Linked DNA regions of Hordeum vulgare: region 2 is linked to region 1. Evidence: chromatin contacts called from public Hi-C data. All regions are on one chromosome and are shown on one strand. The core of a region is the stretch at or near the end of the contact, and the rest is flanking DNA. Distances in the headings are between cores, read along the strand shown.

Evidence for each region. Hi-C and Micro-C count contacts between places; a contact is called where the count stands out from the background.
Region 2: a contact with region 1 is called in a Hi-C map of seedling, with 4 times the contacts expected there. The contact joins the promoter of LOC123449030 here to the promoter of LOC123449031 in region 1. A contact is called at or near these places in 4 of 6 Hi-C or Micro-C datasets (leaf and seedling) and 1 of 1 datasets of contacts at active chromatin or transcription factors (embryo).

Annotation. Positions count from the first base shown.
Region 1 is chr4H:478,811,743-478,817,505 of MorexV3_pseudomolecules_assembly, forward strand. It overlaps LOC123449031 (E3 ubiquitin-protein ligase RDUF2-like), which reads right to left and starts at 1,556. Exons shown (of 1, transcript XM_045126096.1): 1 at 137-1,556. The coding sequence starts at 1,342. The coding sequence ends at 500.
Region 2 is chr4H:478,321,162-478,326,174 of MorexV3_pseudomolecules_assembly, forward strand. It overlaps LOC123449030 (E3 ubiquitin-protein ligase SDIR1), which reads right to left and starts at 3,679. Exons shown (of 9, transcript XM_045126094.1): 1 at 3,571-3,679; 2 at 3,146-3,343; 3 at 2,980-3,037; 4 at 2,828-2,880; 5 at 2,489-2,717; 6 at 2,268-2,403; 7 at 2,017-2,065; 8 at 1,610-1,726; 9 at 1-154. The coding sequence starts at 3,226. The coding sequence ends at 35.

The sequences.
Region 1 (5,763 bases), core at 306-2,805:
CGATTTAATAGCCGTTGTTACGAGTTATGACCGATCCAAGGATATCTTATGTTGAAATAAAAGAGGCTTAGCCAGAGGTATACCAATAAAAATAGAAGTACTCAATTATATTGAAATTTCATGTATGGGACCAACATACTGCAAAATCGAAATTTATCTTGAACGAATCCAGTATATGCACAAACAATACAGAAGTGAGAACACGAATTGTTCTCCTTGCCTACAATATTGCCAGTGATTGATTCCCCCCATAATTCACTCCTATTGCATTCTTGAAGGCTTGGGCTTGTTCTTCCTGATTTGCTATCAAATTTCATTTCTGAGTTGTTTGCTCGTGGCCAACTCTAAATTCTTAAAACAAGACAAAAGGGGGGGAATGCAAGCCCTTCATTTACATCAAACTAACCAAGAATTCATCACCTGGGTCTCCTCCTTATACTAACTCCTACTTATTCACCACTATCATCAATTGAAAGTGAGTTACCAGGAAGAACATTGCTCAGCCACTACGGGCCTGCGAGGAACTCTCAGGCCGGCCGCCCCGGCCAAAGCACCCAAACAGGTTCCTAAATACACGGCGAATCCGACCTTCGCCGCCGTCCACCTGGCCTTCTCCTTCTGGCCATGTCACCCGCCTCGGCCCGACGCCGTTGCTGAAACCCCCATCCAGCTCCGTGTAGACAACCGGCAGTTGCTCTCTGGGCCCGCCGGCGAACCTCCCAACAGCAAATCCGCCGCGGGGGAGTCGCCAGATGGTGAGCCCGGCGTCCGCCTCCGCCTCAGGCACGGCCGCCGCCGGAAGCTCGCTGCGGCAGATGGGGCAGGAGTTGCGGAGGGAGAGCCAGGGGAGGATGCAGTCCTGGTGGTAGACGTGCTTGCACGGCATCTCCCGAGCCGCGGCGCCGGGCTCGAAGGCCTCCTGGCAGACCGCGCAGTGGGCGCCGGCTCCCCCGGCGACGGTCACGGAGGGCATCGACTCGACCGCGGCCTTGGACGCCGGCGGGCGCGGCGCGGCCGCCTCGAGCCTGGAGAACTGGTCGAGCAGGCGGTGGAACCCGGAGCCCATGAGGAGGTGCGAGACGTCGCCGGGCAGCGGCCGCAGCCCGTCGCCGGAGCCGTCCTCGTAGTAGAGCTCGAAGCCGGAGAGCGAGCCGCCCCGCAGCACGATCACCGGGTTCATGGCCCCGCGCCGGCCGCTGCCGCCGCCGCCCCGCGGCGGCGGCGGCTGGGGGAACTGCTCGAGGAAGCCGCCGTCGCAGTCGGGGCAGACGACGGTGGCCGGGGAGACCCGCACGAAGCGGCTGCAGTGGTAGCACCAGTAGGAGACAGGGGACGACGCCATCGGGAGCGGTCTAGCAAGAGCCCCCTCCGAGAAATCCCCCGGACGGTCAGCTCCGACGGCGGCCGCGGGCGCGGATCGGACGGGCGGCCGAGCGATGGCGCGGATCTGGGGAGCTCGGGACGCCGGAATCCCCAAATCGATTTTCGAATTGGGGGTTTCGGGCAGGCAGCGGGGGAGGAGACCTGGAGAGGGAGAGGGGAGAGGGGAATTGCGTGGTGGGTGAGTGGGTGGTTTCGTTTTTATGTGGGACGGCGCACTCTCTCGCGGCGGTGACGTCGCTGGTGACGGCGACGCCACGCGGGCTTGCCGCGACACGCGAGCGCCAGTGGGTGGTGTCACGGCGTTAAGCGGATGCGTTACGTTGACCGGTCAGCTGGGCGGGGAGTCAAAGCCTCAACAAAGCAAAGGGGGAGGAGAGCGTTCGGCGCTGCCCCCCGCCCGGAGAGGCGATTCTCTTCTGTTTTTTTTTTTTTGGGTCGGTGCGCCGGTCAAGATTTTCGGCCGGCCGCGCGCGGGCCGCAGGATCCATCAACCCCGCGTCGTCCGCACCGTTGGATTCGCATGCAACATTTTCCTTTCTATGCAGCAAAATTTCAATGTCATGCAGCAATTTTTTCAACGGTTGCAACAAAAAACAAAATTTGTAACAAAAACAACATTCTGATTATTACTTTATTTTTTTAAGTGAAAAACAGCAAGGTCCTCGAATATTCCATTTCTAGAACCCGAGCTTATCTGATCTCGATGAACAGTAAAATAAAAATAAAAAATCACAAAAATCTAAATACTACATCACATACTATTCACAGACAGACCAGTTGAGCTTGGAGCAATTTAGCCGCTCTCCAAGATCCTTTTCTTTTCATTTATAAATACTGCTACACGGTACATATGCTACTCTTTCGTTGACGTGCCCACACGTTATTTTTGTCCGATCTTCGTAGGTTTGGCAGCACAAAAGTACTACGCACTAGTGGCGGCACTCAAAGAATCAAACCAAATTCAGTTTTAAGACATAGAGAAATAGGACTTTGTCTTGTACACGTCGTAGAATTCAAGGGAGGAACGAGCGCATGCTCCCTTTATCGATTCCCCTTTCCGATGCGTTCTTCCTGTCTTCTGGTATGCCCACCGCACCGTTGCTCGTCTCGCCGCATGGCATGTGTTCCCGGACCAGAGACGATTCACGGCCCCGGTGCTTTTCTGCGCGTGGTCACCATTGCAGCAACAACTCCCCACTTCCGCTCGCTTTTGATTCTCATCGCATCGCAGGAGAAAAAGATGAAACTGCCCATCGGTTGTACGTAGTGGATGCTCCTGGCCTCCCGGGTCGACGCTGAGGTCAAAGGTCTCATGCTCCTGTAATGACCGCCTCAGTTTCTTAACCACTCACTGGAAAAAAGCAGTAACGGAGTGGTAATAAGAGCATGGTTAACAGTATAACCAACTGCTGGCTATAACCAATCTTATAGCCCATCTTATAGATGGCTTGTACAATAGTTAGTTATAAAAGAGTACTAATTTTATCATATATGGCTCACCTTTCATTCTCACAAAGCATCTAGGAGCACGTGCTAGAGCTGGCTCTTCACGAAGAGTCTGTTTCCCTTCTCTCTCCTCTTCTCTCTCATCCAACTAAGGGGGTGTTTGTTTCCAGGAACTTTTTGATGTAGGGACTAAAAAAGTCCCAAAAAGTCACATATGAAACAAACACGAGGGACTTTTAGGGATTAAAGTGGGGTGTTTGGGACTATTTAGAGAAGTACCTGTGAGAGGGACTTTTTGGGACTTTTTCCTACCCTGCCCATCGCATCGCGTTATCCACTCGCTTGTCTCCTCCAGCCGCTCGCGTCTCCCACCTCGGCCGCCGCCGCCAGTTCCCTCGCCCGCCGCCGCCGCCAGTTCCCTCGCCGCCGCTGCCGCCAGTTCCCTCGCCCGCCGCCGTCGCCGCCAGTTCCCTCGCCCGCCGCCGCCGCCAGTTCCCTCGCCGCCGCTACCGCCAGTTCCCTCGCCCGCCGCCGCCGCTGCCAGTTCTCTCGCCCGCCGTCGCCGCCAGTTCCCTCGCCCGCCGCCGCCGCCGCCAGTTCCCTGGCTCGCTACCGCCGCCGCTGCCAGTTCCCTCGCTCGCTGCCGCCGCCGCTGCCAGTGCGCTCGGCCGCCACCACCGGCGCCATGGATGAAGACGACGAGACGCAGCTCCCCTCTCCGTTCCGCTCGCATCAACCAGCAGCTTCTCCTTGACGAACATGCCGTCCATGGTCCTCCTTCGGCTGGCCCTGGTCGTGGTAGGTCAAGGGTAACATGGTCTTTTTACATGTCATTTAATGACCTCTAGTCCCTGTTTAGTCTCTGAAAACAAACGGGTAGGGACTAGGGACTTTTAAGTTGGGACTAAAAAAAGTCCCGGGACTTTTAAAACAAACAGGCCCTAAGCAAAAATATAATATTTTAATTTGTACAGCCTGCTGACTGTAACTTATTATACTTGCTCTAATAACCATACTTAACCGCAGATAACTTATTATACTTGCTCTAATAACCATACTTAACCGCAGATGTTTCGAGTGGTTGTGGTCAGCGTGGCCGCAACCAGGCCAGGTGTCAAGAAACGAGGGAGGTTTGACATGTGCAGGTGTGCCAAGTCCGTGTCAGGAAAGGGGGTGAGAATAGATCCATAGAACCAACAAAGAAACTTCAGATGATATATGTACGTCATGATCAACAGAAAACACTATTCCATGCCTGCTGCCGGAGAGGAGAGGGCTGACAAGAAGCTTCATCCCCATACCTCACGGTCATGCATGGGGCCATGATCGCTGTTGATGTAGAACTACTATTATCACAAGCAATAAAAAAAGAATTCCAATTTTCAACTCCCACTACCAGTATACATACCCATTACATACATGTACACACATGGGCTCGGTTCATGTGCCTATCCAATCCGAGGGTGATGTGTTGGCTTAGAAGAGTGGCCGCAATTCACATATCAGTACATCAAAATCACCTAACAAGATGCCTTGTCCAGAAAGAAAGAAAAATACAGTATATATTTGTTCAACCCAACGTCCAACATGCACGCATATGATGCACACCATGATGTATCCATGATTGTGCAACCGCTTCCTTTCCGGGTTCCGCTGAGGCTACACATGTAGTACATGCGCCACCGCCCATGAACATCCAGCGGACCAGCAGGATCCAGCCGCGGGGGTTCGTTCACTGGGACCCTTTTGCCACGTGGGCCATCGGCATCGTACGGCGCGTCTCAGAATGGACGGGCCAAGTTTCTTCCCGTTCGTCCGCGCTTCCAGAAGGGAAAGCAACTTCCATCCTAGCTGTCGCTTTCAGGGTTCGCGTGCCAAAGGAAAGGGCGCTGCCAATCCAGCGTCGCCACACGAGCGACGTACGGAACATCTAAAAAAAATCTTCATTCCCTAAAAAATATACTATAAAAACATCATCACGCGGCATGTATAAATTCAACGAACAGAGGCTGCTGTTGGGCTCGACAGCAGAAAGGTGCCGCGTTTCAGGATGCATGTACTCCTCCCTCCGGTCGGGTTCATAGAGTCGGCGTTGGCTTTTAGGTCCTCATTTTGACTAACGAACAAATGTCATGCGATTCGAAAAGAGGACGAAAATGTGGTCTGGTCTACATCATCAAAAACATATCATTGGATTCGTATTCAAATTAAGATGACGAGCCAACTCACCGAGAGATATAATTTACCATTCGTTTGCAGTACATACACTTTTACTCACGACCCACAGCCTGAATAACTGACAGGAAATGGGGCTCATTTGAACTGAACTAACACGAGAAAGGAGCCGCCGCAGCGTCAGAATGACGGCACAAAAATCATGCCCGGCGGAGAATGATCTGCATTCACACCGAATGGAACACCGTGAGTGAATGCATAATTCAAAGCGCAGCAGAATGGAATTCAGAACATCAATCAAGAATCAAGAATTACTATAAGGACAAAGTGGATTCTAGAGACGGATACAACACTGACGACCATTGTGAAAGGACAAAGTAACATTACTTTTCTGTTCTTATAGAGAACATATCCATTGCTACCACATTATGTTGCTACCAGCCTACCATGCTACTGTCCCTCAGAAAGCAACGTGAGTGGTCATTGAAAAACTTCAGACAAATCATTTATATAATCAAGCCTCCTGCATAAACTATAAAGAGAAAACTATAAATATTGGCAGAAACAAAATGGAAAAACCATAGGTAATACTAGTAGCTTTATGCTTATCCTTTTGCCCTTTTTTACTTTATTAGTATAGACCTCATAATACATTTTTTATTTTAGTTCACCGATTTCTAGATCAGATTGTTAAAACATCTTATATGACATGTCAGATTGATTTTATATCCATGCTAACGGAATTCTCAAAGAACAAAT
Region 2 (5,013 bases), core at 2,429-4,928, 490 kb before region 1:
TGATATTAGGTTAAGAACTGAAGCTCATGTCATGTTATACCATGGCATCCAGTTCACCGCTGCCGGCGCCACGCCACACGTCGCTCACCTGGTGCTTGCAGATCGGGCATGTTCCTTGTTGGCGCAACCATGGATCAATGCAATTCACATGAAACTGCAAAACATGATGGGGGCAAGTAAATCTTGCAGGCTCATCTCATGTCACGACACAAGATTAATACTCCCTCCGTCCGGAATTACTTGTCGCACAAATGAATAAAAATAGATGTATCTAGAACTAAAATACATCTAGATACATACATTCTCATAACAAGTATTTCCGGAAGGAGGAAGTAGCAGGCTAGCAGCAGCATGTACAACATCAGCAATTCAGAGTAGTGCAGAAATGCATACAAAAGGGAGTGTCCAACTAAGTGAAAGTGTGGAACAATTAAAATACAATATTTGGATATGATATCTCTATAAACAATGAGGTAAAACTTTCATGTATGTTATACACCTAGAAACTGACATCGACGAGGACTCTCGAAACTGCCTACAGTAGAGGGCAGGGCGAGTTCCAGGCGTTCCTCTTTCCCCGTCGGCAAGACCGGTGGTCTCCTTCGCCTCCGGTGGCCATTATGGCTGCCGGGGGGGGATCTAGTGCCTGGCGGTGTATATACTATATAGTCCTAGATTTTCTAGGTTTGGTGTCCTTTGCACCGGCGTCAGGGCCGAGGAGGCGCTGGTGTGTGGAATAAAGTGGTCCACACTCCTTCGCCCGCCCATCGTCGTTCCTGGCACTGGCGGATCTAGATGTTTGCGATCCTGCGAGTTGGTTGTCGTCGTCGTCGGTCGTCGCTGGGCTCCTGGGTGTGGCTGGACGACGAGTGGGGTCAAGGATTCTGATCCATGGCGTTTGCGGCTTTGGCCCTGTGGAGCAGTGGTTGCGGCTTGCCCGCTTCTTCGTCTCCATAGAGAGATGCTGCTGGCGCTTCTTTTGCTGCGGATGTGGATAGGGATGGAGGATTGGAAGTTGTTCATCGGCGATTGGTCTTTGAACCTGCTTCAATGAAGCTGGCCAATGAGGATCCGGCACAGCATGGGGCGTCGCCCCAGCCGTCTGGTCATTTCAGCTCTGCTCAAGATCTCGCCTCTCGCGCCGCACTACAACTGTGCGGCTCACAAAGCTTTCAAGAAAAATGGTGCTTCTCCGGATCCAAAGGATCTTCTCTCTCCTTTGGCGACGACGACGAGTTGTGGGTGGCGGCGACTGTGTGGTCGAGTTGGATTTGGTGTATTTCCGTATCTTGCATGGATGTACTCGTATGTACTGTATGTCTCCGTGTAATGTTTTTCTTAACATAATATAAACTCGAGTATTTCCCTCGAAATAAAAAACTTTCATGTACGTTGCTTCATTGTACTCATGGATAAACTGCCTAAAATGCACTGGCATGAAACACTAGGATGTTTATAGGAAATTGGCCAACATTATGTCAACTAAGTTACTCTATCACAGTACTGCAGTTACCAGGTATTACACATTATCATATCATGACAGTACTTCAAGTCCTCTACTGTCAAAATGAAGAAAACAACTGCACAAGATGATCAGTATGATAATTACCTGATGCAAGCATGGCAGGCTTCTCAATAGATCACCCGCAACAACTTGCTCTAAGCAAACACTGCACGTCAACTCATCCTCTGTCATTTTGCTTGTTGCATCTGCATCTTGCTTTTTCTGTACAGCAAAAGCAAACATTGAAATACTCAAAACAAGAAGGACTGCGTACCATGGTGGCACAGTCCAGACCATGCATGTGCTCGGATACACGCTTAATTGAAGCAAAAAGAGCACAACCACTAGCTGTGTGATTGTTGTGGCACTACAATGGCTGACCATAATGATATTCCAAAGGGTGTAACTGTCAAGCTGAGGCTACACCGCTAGTTGTCTAGTCGTACCAAAATGGAAATAGATGTATAATGGATTTATACAAGAAATATCAAAGGAACATATTTATTTATTACCTCCTTGCCGGATTCAGGAGAAGAAACCAATGGTTCAGATGGCCCATCACTACTGAGTCAAAGAAAAAAGGAGTTAGCTACACGCTGTACAAGCAGGCAATTATACTTTGTTGGTTACATTTTTCCTAGAGGAACTCGGAAGGAGGGCCTCAAACTGCGCTATAATTGGTCAGTTACATTCTGAAGAAAGAAGGGACTGAAAATCAGTTTGCTTTGGCCATAATGCGCCTTAAAAAGATATATAATCTTGCCTTTTTCGAGAAGGGGTGCTCCTCTGTTGCGCCTGAAATTTGTATCTGAAAACAGGCAGAGTATTTATTTCTTCTTCAGTCATAGAAGGAGCATGTGGGCTATTGTCGGTATCTAGCGCTCTGAGAGCATCATAATCTGCAAGCAAAATGTCCAACAATGGTATTATGTTTGCACGAAACAGTAAAACAGCAAGCAGAGCGGACAAAACTTATCAGTGTACCTAAATCATCAAACTCGCGGTCAAGCAGAGCAAGTTGGAGTCTAAGGCTTTGCAACCGGCCTCTCGAAGCAAGAGCTATGGTTGGCGGGACATGCACCCGCAACTCAGTGCGTCCAAGGAAGCCGTTGGCGTCTGCAGCATGAGCTTGTGCCTGCGCTTGGAGCTGCTGGCATGTAGCGTACATTCTAAGGCTGGTGGCCAATAGGAACACACCTAAGACCATCCAAAGCTACAAAAAGAAACGGTTCCGAGCAATCCGACAAAAGTTATTAAATTACTCCATGAAGCTTCATAAGCATAATAACACATGAATAACCACATTGTGCATGAACAACTAACCAAAAAGTTCGGAGACATCTGGTGTGAGCTCAGTACCATGAACAGAACAAGAACTGGCCAAGAGAAATCAGCCGACCATATATGTTAGCTAAAAACACTAATAGTTAATAGCTTACAGATAACTGGTTGTACACACAACACACCCACATTACCAGTTACAAGAAAAGCTAAGGAATTGCTGTTCACCGGCCGCCCCCCGGCATGAATCCGCTGTACACAAGCACACAAGTGAATGGATCAGATATTTTAGAGCAGCAAATCTATTCTACGTTGAAATGCCGAATCATTTCAGCCGAAATGCGCAGAGCAGAAATTTACCATGGCACGGCGCTCCGTGGCGAACCCTGGGAAGCCACCGGCCTCGATGTCGGCCCTGCTGCCCCGGAACACAAAGCTCATGGTGTCCACCGGCCACCACCACCACCACCACCACCAGGTGTAAGATGGGTTCCAAAGCAGCGCCTTCCTTCCCCTCGCGGCAACAAAAACTTTGACTAGCCCACGCAGCAGCGCCCACTGAAACCGAAGAGGACACCGAGAATGTAAATCGAACAAGCGGCGGAAAGCGACGCCCCAACCGAAACTGCAATTTCTGGAATCCCGGCGGTCCCAACGCGGAAAACGCCCGGATGACCCTGAAGCTTCCGGAAGCTTCGTCGGGCAGGTGCGCGAATTCAGGGCCCAATCGGGAGAAGCAGGGAAAAATTCGGCGAGAGGAGCGGGATTTCCAGGAGGGCACGTACCTGATCGGAGAGGCCTGTTGAGCCGGCGTTTGCTCGCGCGAACGAGGGTAGCGGCGGGGAATGGGGAAAAGGGGGAGAGCAGTAGAGAAGAAGAGCTCGAGAGCGAAAAAGGCGTTTTTTATTTTTGGCGGTTTCAGATCGTGTGGGTCGTGGTGGTGGAAGGTGCGTGGCCTCATCTTAGACCGTCCACATGATGATGACCGTATGATCTTGGAGCAATTCTAGCCGAATCATCAAAATAATTCAAAACTGTTTTTTTTTACGTATGGAGCGCGAACAAAAAAAATCATCTATAACAAATTATTCATGTGTAGGAAGCTTCATGGAGGCGGGAGGGGTGGCGGGGGATTTGAAGCACGTTACTCGAGTACTAAATTTGGGTAAATTAATTTAAATCGGAGGGAGTACAAAACTTCCGGTACTTGGTCGAGGATATTTTCTCTCCAACTCTCCCTTCACACCATCCTTTCGTCGTCGGCAAGTCTCCATCGGCACCACGGTTGGACGTTGACAAGTCACCATAGCCATGGCGGTTTTGACGTCGGCGTGTGCTTGTTGTCCCCTTCCTATTTCTGACACTATCTACCTCAACCATCGTTATCGAGATACACTACTGTCGTGTTGGATGTCTCCGACAACGCATCGTCATGGCTCACGCTCCTCAAGATAAGCTCAAATGCAAGCATCGAGGAATCCGTAGACACAAACGAGATAGCGAGCTACCCCGTGCAGATAAGGAAAGCGCAAGCGGGTGGCTCCCTTGTGTACAATCAATTGATTAAATCTAGAAGAGGGTTGAATAGACTATAAGAAATAAAGTGGATTGTTTCCTATTTTTAGCTTCCCTTCCAATTTTAAACTTTCATATGGCATTCTATCCGCTCCTCCCACGCGCATATGCAAGTCTACAAGAGCATATGTACTGGGAAGTGAAGACTTGAAAGAATAGAAATAATAATGTAGTTAGAGGAATGCAAATATGGGGTGGCTCGACGAAGAATTTTCCCGTGGTTCAGATAGTCAATGCTATCTTAATCTTCGTTGAAGGAGACTACGGTCCACGAAGGATCTAAGATCACAAGGATCAAGATCACAAGTTCTAGGAAGGAACTAGTACGCGAGTGCCAATCACCCACTAATGGTTCATGAAGGAGCAACCAACCTATACCACCATGGTGTACGTCCATGAAGGACTAGTCTCATTCGTGGTAGACCTTCACACTAGACGATCTCCAAGCGCTTACGGTCATCTTTGATTCTTCAAAAACTTGAAAACTCCCAAGCACCTAGCTTATCTAGGAGGCACACACTCTCCAATAGTAATAAGATTGAAGTTGATCAGTGATGAATCTTGTTCTAATGTGCTTCAAAAGATAATCACATCCACACTCAAACTTCCTCAAGATTAGTGAACTAATATGATAAGTGGGAGCATATGTAGGT